Linked DNA regions of Mus musculus: region 1 is linked to region 2. The links are chromatin contacts, called in public Micro-C maps. All regions are on one chromosome and are shown on one strand. Each heading gives the region's core, a stretch centred on a gene start, on an enhancer-like site or on the middle of the called end of the contact. The rest is flanking DNA. Distances are from core to core; before and after follow the strand shown. Region 1 holds the start of Itprip (inositol 1,4,5-triphosphate receptor interacting protein). Region 2 overlaps Sh3pxd2a (SH3 and PX domains 2A).

The links. Hi-C and Micro-C count contacts between places; a contact is called where the count stands out from the background.
Region 1: a Micro-C map of embryonic stem cells shows a contact between it and region 2, with 1.9 times the contacts expected there. The contact joins the promoter of Itprip here to the enhancer-like site in region 2. A contact is called at or near these places in 6 of 39 promoter capture datasets (the 3T3-L1 cell line, 3T3-L1-derived adipocytes, the HPC-7 cell line and 2 more), 11 of 484 Hi-C or Micro-C datasets (B cells, cardiomyocytes, cerebellum and 6 more) and 6 of 115 datasets of contacts at active chromatin or transcription factors (craniofacial prominence, embryonic forebrain, embryonic limb bud and 3 more).

Annotation. Positions count from the first base shown.
Region 1 is chr19:47,917,610-47,921,178 of GRCm38.p6, forward strand. Itprip (inositol 1,4,5-triphosphate receptor interacting protein) reads right to left here and starts at 1,714. Exons shown (of 2, transcript NM_001362458.1): 1 at 1,515-1,714.
Region 2 is chr19:47,357,697-47,361,475 of GRCm38.p6, forward strand. All of the region lies in intron 5 of Sh3pxd2a (SH3 and PX domains 2A), which reads right to left. Among named protein-coding and RNA genes, the nearest start is that of Gm36885, 68 kb to the right of the region's middle. Within about 2 kb of position 1,690, at least 64 of the 459 cell types and tissues checked have an H3K27ac peak or open chromatin away from gene starts, as enhancers often do. A contact at or near this core is called in craniofacial prominence and embryonic stem cells, where this site is marked.

The DNA of each region.
Region 1 (3,569 bases), core at 464-2,963, 560 kb after region 2:
AGGTTTTAGTTTGCCAGCACTGTGTCCCTGACAAGTGGCTTTGAGAACTGGGCTAGTGTTCTCCGCTGGCCCAGCCTCACTCTTGTAGGCTGCAGAATGCCAGGTGCATACCGCTGACTCCATGGAGACAAAGCATGCTTTTGTCAAACAGGACTACGTCTGACACTAATCCCAGAGGGTCCCAAAAGGGAAAACCATAAAACCAGGCATCTTGCAGACAGTGAGCAATTATCTCCCAGAAGGTGCGGCACCTTCTTGCCCTCTGATTAAAAAGTTCACCCACACACCCTTTATGTTTCTCTCCTGGCCCGGAGAGCTAACAATTTTTGGGATGATGGCATCAGGTTAAAAGTTCAGGTCTCTGCCCCCTTTCAGAACCTTAAACTGCTGCGTCTAAGAAAGTTACCCACAGAAAGGGAGATGTGTGAGCAGAGGGCTCCCCATCTTCCTCAGGGATCCAGGCAGAAAGTGAATATAACCACCACGTGGTTACCCACAAGTGGAAAAATCTGAAGGCAGAATGCCTGGGGCAGCAGACATTCACACGGAATCAGCAAATAACGAAGGCCACTTAGGCATACCAGGCTGGCAGGCAGGCAGGAGGCGAATGACAGCGGCCTCTGTCACCCTTCTCACCGCTGACCTGGACGAGTGGCCACACAAAGCTGTGTTGGGTTCAGCTGGTAGCCTCTCCCAAAACAGAGCTAGTTTGTAAAAGAGAAGAAATCCGAAAGGCAACAGAAAACCACCCGACATTGGCTTACATGGTACCAGTATCTGGCCTCTTCTGTTTTGGCAAGAATGACCAGTCTCATACTAGGTAGAGGGGCAAAAGGCTAAATGTAGTTCTTCCCTGGTTCTGTCACTATTTTCCCATTTTGTACGGGGAATCGGGGTTAGGAACTTCTGAGTCTCTTCACCTGTCAGCCAGAATGAGGGAGGCTCAGAGTGGGCCTTGAGAATGGGGCATAGACTACACAGCCCAAGAGAAAAACGTGCAGGGTCTACTTCACTAGGAGTCTTGAAAGAGGAAGTGGCAGGGGCTTCATCCGGCCTGAAGCAACCTCCTTGCGTCAAGACAAGCTATGAAGAAACTAACGTCATTCCCGTTCCTTTCTCCCAGGACTGAGACTCGGCTACCCAACACGGTTTAAGAGATGGAAGGTCCCGGCTCTAGGCACAAACCCGTGGCACGGCTAGGGGCTCCGAAGCAGAAGCCGCCTGCCTCTCAGATTGCTGAAGGCACTGGGGGCTCCGTGGCGCAGACGAGGGCAGAGAGACCCCAGTGCATCACACCCGGAGAGTGATGAGGGAGATAATGCCCACTTCCTGGGCGTGCATTAAAAGAGTTCCCGGGGTCGGTCCCGGCCAGGGTTCCCGCAGACGTCCCTCAGAGCTCCTGGTCACGATCTCCCACGCACATCTACGGGGATCCTCCGTCCCCTGAGCGCCCTTCATCCCACACACTCAGCTTGTGGGGGCAGCAAAGCCTCATAGTCGAACCCCGCACTTACGTTCGGCCGCGGCCGCCGCAGGGATACCGAGTGGGCCTCGCTCCAAGCGCGGGTCGTGGTCCCGGGTCTGCAGGCTGCCGGGGATCCAGGGATGCGGGCGACTAGACCAAGGCGGCTCCCGCCTCCTGGACTCCTCCCGCCCAGCTTTACTGGGCAACAGAGTTACTCATTTCCGCGTTGTCACGGAAACTTTTTGCTCCTTATAAGAACAAAACACCCGCCTTTACTGGCGCCGGGCGGAGGTCCTTAAGGACGACCGTGACGGTTGCCGGTAAGGGACTCTGGACCCGCCTCGGAGACCATCCTCTGGGTCTCTCGGATGCTCCAGAGAGGGCAGCGAAATTAGAGAGCCACCTGACGAGAAGGATCTGGCTGCCGGAGAGGAATAAAGAGGGAGACAAGGGACCCGGGAAGGACGTCCTTAAAATCAGGTCTAGGCTGCAGGATGTAAAGGGTTAAGGTGCTGTTAGTCAGCTCGCATTTCTGTGGCGCGTTTTACAACCGGTGGAATTCCTGGGGCCACCTATTTTGTCCCTCGAGGAAAATATAAAACGAGACACAAGGCGAACCACTGTCCCTCTTGCATTGTGACTGGATTAAAACAGTTTGCTAAATTTTTTGGTTAATGTACGCATTGTCTCTTGGCGGGAGAAAGGCACAAAGGAGGAAGATGACCGGAGGCTGTTAGGGGGCGCTCTGTTTTCCAGTTGTCAATGTAGTATTGCTTTTAGAGCAGGAAGCGCTGGAACAGAGCACAGTAGAACTCATACTTTAAACAAAACTTTAATAGTATATCAACAATCTTCCCTTTGTGAAGTAGCACATTCCTACAACTGGTGGGAGGGGCTGGAAAGGGCTGGAATAAATTTTCAGTTCGTTTCGGGAGCTCCTAGGAGAAGCTGAGGAAATAACACTGTCTAGAGATGATCACTTTACTACTGGCATTGGTCTCGGGAGCACCTCGGGAGCATCTTGGGAGCACCTCGCTTTCCTCCTCCATCCAGCCCAAATGACACTCTCCTGAACGCTTTAGGCTGAGTTTGCGGGATAAACAGACAATGAGAGAATGTCCTAAAAATAGACCCTGGCCCTTGGCCCAGGGTACTTCTAAGTCTTTGGCTGCCTGCTGCTCACACCCCTTTCCTGATTGGGGGTGGTGGGGGATTCTTATCGCAGAGTTTGGGGGCCAGGGAAGGGTAAGGAACCTTGGGGAACATTCTCAAAAGAGCTGTGTATTTCTAAAATGTCTCCATGTTCAATGGACAGGACACCCAGAACAGGTGGGGGAAGTGTGTGTGTGTTGCTTGTGTTATGTGTGGAATGTCAAGGTTAGTGCTTTCAATGCACTCTGGGGTTGTCGTCCGCCAGCAAAATCTACTTCAGCGTTTTCTAACAAGCTGCATACTCTTATTAATATAAGGATCATTTGTTACATTCCTTTGTCGTTTGAACCTGATTATCTTACCCCAGAGCTTTTAATGTTCTCTTGTCCACTCTCGGGACTAGTTTGGTCTATAATCCTAACCTGCCATATAAGCCCTTCATGACTGGCCTCTTTTCATGTGCCCAAGCTTATATCTCACTCATGTGCCACACTGAATTTTATACACACACACACACACACACACACACACACACATTCATGCACCTACACATGTACACACACAACACAGACACATAAATACATACATGCACACACACATACATGCACACACATGCATACACACAAATACACATATACACATGTATACATATGTGCAATATACATACATAAACACACATACACCACACACATATACACACAAACAAACATATACCACATAACACACACACATTATTTGTTCCTAATTATGTGTTTAGTCTCCAGGTCTCAGAGAAGGCAATCCCTCCCAGAATCCTTGCCTGACACCCCAGGGAAGGGAAGGGATGGCTGAAGCCTATCAAGTCTCAAATTCTAGAAAGACAGAAATTTAGACTTAAGACGTTTGTCCAAAGCCAGAATGCTGGGAAGGCGCTTTAAGTAATGCAGTGTTGGAAAAACCCTCCCCCCATTGG
Region 2 (3,779 bases), core at 440-2,939:
TACTCAAGAGTAGACAGCTATGGTCAGAATGAGCCTTTGGGCTTTGAGGAGAAAGGGGCCACCCGTCCTGGGGGAGGCAGAACACCTGCCTGCTGGATAGACCTGCGTGGGTGGGTAGATGGGGCTTACCTGTCCTGATGGAGATGCCCCAGGGTACCTGGGCCTCAGCCATGAGACAGGAAGTATGTGGAAATGAGAGACACCCACACCCCAACTCCTCCCAAGGCTGGGGATCAGGGGAGAACAGAAAGCACAATGTGAGAAAAATACCAGGACCCCAGGTCACCCTGTAGAGGCACCCCTATATTTTCCCTACGCTCTTGTTTAAGGGAGCCAGAAACCCTGTGTCAGCCCTGACGACAGCCTTTCGGCCTGCACCAAGCCCTCACTGACCTTTGCTGGAGTGACGGTCAGGCCAGACAAGGGCTTTTGAATCCTCGTCCCTCCTGTTGGTCTATCCAGCATGGTAGCGGGGACACAGAGGCTCTGTTCCTCGGTGCGGACACATTTCCCGTGGGCACCTTTGCACCCAGGTAGAAGGGACTGTGGTGGAGGTGGGCAGAATGCACTTACAGAGTCCTGTGCCCTTCCTCATCCAATCTCTCTCTGACCCACAGCCACTGGGCCGGGCTGGGTAAGACCGATTCTATGAAGAGATTCTCTGTGCATTAGCCAGTGGCCGCGGATGGGTTGCTGGGAGCACAGGGTGGCCCATGTCCCTGGCCAGACGAATGATGACAGATGAATAGAGTTGCCTAGCTGAGGGTCTCACCAGGACGCAGCCCAGCATAAGGTGGGGCTGGCTCTCAACCCCAGTGCCTCAGCCGGAGACCAGCTGGCTGCCTAAGCACCTAGGGGAAGAACCTGGAGGGAGGGCTCTGTGAGACGCCTCCAAACATAACCTACAGCTAGAGCCAGGTCCGTTCTCATTACCAGTTTCCCATCTGTACGGGATCGGGAGAGGAACCTTTGAACCTGGGTACAAAATAAGAATCAGGGGTTTGAAGAGAAGTGGTCCACTGAAGGTCACAGCAGCGCTGTGTGTTCTGACTGGACCACTAAGATTAACTCAGTGCAAGATTCAAACCTAGTTGTAGCCTTGAGTTGGCCTGTGTAGTTCCTAGCATATAGTAGGTGCTCAGTAAATACCTAGGCGTAAAGGAAGACTGCAGGAGGGACTCTCCCTGGACCTCTCTCCCACCTTCCATTTCCGTCCCAGGGAGAGGTGAGAAGAGCGGGGGAAGCAGCCAAGGCGTGCTCCACACGGCGTCTGTTGCTCTAACCAGCCCACGGATGGCTGAGCGACTTACACAGGTTGTAAAGCCACTGCCACCAAGGCTCTGCTCCCAGCCACAATGCATCCTGAATTCTGACTAAAATGTCACAGGTAAAGCTGGTGCCCTGCCTTGCAAGCAGGCCAGTTGAGTTTGAGAACGTGGGGACCCCAAAAACAGTCACCTCAAACTCTCAGAAACCTGGCCGCATTGCCAAGGTGCCCTTACACTGTCCCCCTGCTGGGTCTGAGGCAGGCTGATAGTTCCCTCTGTCCTAGACCACCTAGGACATGGGGAAATGAGGTGATCGGTCCATCTCCTCCTGGGACTTCCTAGTTTTACCAGCTGGTCCTGGATCAACCACCGCTGCCCGGCAGGAAGTGGGAGGAGCCTGGGCCTCAGGAAGTGGGAGGAGCCTGGACCCCGCTACAGCGAGTCTCTGCATCTAACCTCACCCTTCCCCACCTTGCCTGCTCTGTTCCTTCTTCCCCGGGAAAGCCTTATTCCTGTTTCCCAGGTATGCCATCTTACCCCTGAGACGGCCTGTCCCTGTGTGCCTGCTCCTGTGGCGCAAGAGCAGAGCTACCATAGGGATGCCAGGGTACGTGCCCAGGGTGCTGAGGTTGGTAGTGGAGCCAGGGCTTTCCCGGTTTGGCAGAGGGACTTTCCAGCAACACTTTGGCCCCCGAGACAGAAAGAAGCTGGCCTTCGAGGCAGACTGGGGCAAGATGGTTCTGATCTGCACAGACCCTACCACCACCCACTTGGAGTCTCTCTGAACATTGGGACATTGTTCTGGGCCTCAACAGAGGGCTCAGTGGCCCCGAGGCTGAAGAACAAAAACTAGTTTAGCAGGACTCTGCCTGTCGCCATGAAATTTCAAGAATTTCATCAGGGCAGGCTGGACAGGGGGGAATAAACAGAGAGCAGAGCTCACTGCCTGAGGGGTCCCTGCAGAAACCAAGGAGTGAGGCGAGCAGAGTCAGGGCCAATCGTCCTCCGGTATTGGTCGGGACAGTGGGCATATTTTTGGGTGTTGGGATGGGGACACAGGCAGAGCGCCCCCCCCCACACTTGTCTAGATTCATCCTGGCTGTCAGAACAAACACAGCATTCCCAGTATATCGGAACTGAATTCCCTCTCGTTTTAAGTGAGGGTTTTAAATTTAAACACTCTAAAATCTTATTCATCTATTTGTGTGGGCGGGCGACGTGCCACGGCGCATGTGCGGCGCTTAGAGGACAACGTGTGGGAGTCAGTTCCCGCTTTCCTCCCCGTGGGTCCCCAGACTGAACTCCGGTCTCCAGGTTTGAGGGCGACCACCTTTCCCCACCGAGACACCTTGCTGATCCACAGTTCCTCCCTTCCTTCTGGAGTCAGGGCCTCATGCAGCCCAGGCTGTCCTTGAACTCACACTGGAGCAGTGTGAGGAGACTCAAACCTGAAGCTTCATGCAAGCTTGTGGAGCAGGGAGCTGCGTGCCTAGTGCCAAGCACTGCTCATGATCTGCAGTCCTTCTCTCCTCACCCCAAGTCCCACATGGCTCCCCCAGAGTCCACGCAGATGGACTGAGATGTCCCGTCATGAGACTTTCTGGCCCACTAACCTCTTGTGACTATTAGGCAAAGGGCCTGGCCCAGGGAGGAGAGGTCTGATGTAGACCTGCTCTCAGGCCTCTAAGGTAGCATGCAGGAGTTTTAAGATCTATCTATCTCCCTGCTTCTTGGCTGTATGGACTGGGACTTTGGATTCACCATCTGCTAACTAGGATGTAAGACTCTTCCTCAGGTGGCCTGAGACATAAATGACAAAATAATGTGTAGAATTCACAGAGTGAGGCCAGCGAGGCGGACACTCTTCAATTTCTGCTCTCCTCTCTTCTCAGGATGTATACACACACATGTGTATGCATACATACATACATACATACATACACACACACACACACACACACACACACACACACACGCATATGTGTGGATACACACACATACACACACACATACACCTTTTTATATGCTAGCATTCCAAGAACACAGCTACAGATAGGCATATCAGTTAAATTCAATATGACAACATTAGGCGGTAAGGCCTTAGGAGATAATTAGCCCAGAAGAGGGAGCCTGCATGGACAGGACAGGAATCTTCTAAGAGAGCCCAGGTGGGGGCACTGGAGAGACAGCTCAGAGGTTAAAAGCACTGGCTGTTCTTCCAAAGGACCTCCGTTCAATTCTCAGCACCTACATGGCATCTCACAACTGTCTATAACTCCAGTTCCCAGGGATCTGATACCCTTACATGGACATATATGTAGGAAAAACCACCAGTGCACATAAAATAAAAAGAAATGGAATAATAAGACAGAGCAGGGCGCACGCCTTTAATCCCAGCACTTGGGAGGCAGAAGGAGGCAGATTTCAGAGTTCAAGGCCAGTCTGGTCTACAAAGTGAGTTCCAGGACAGCCAGGGCTACACAGAGAAACCCTGTCTCGAGAAGAAAACCA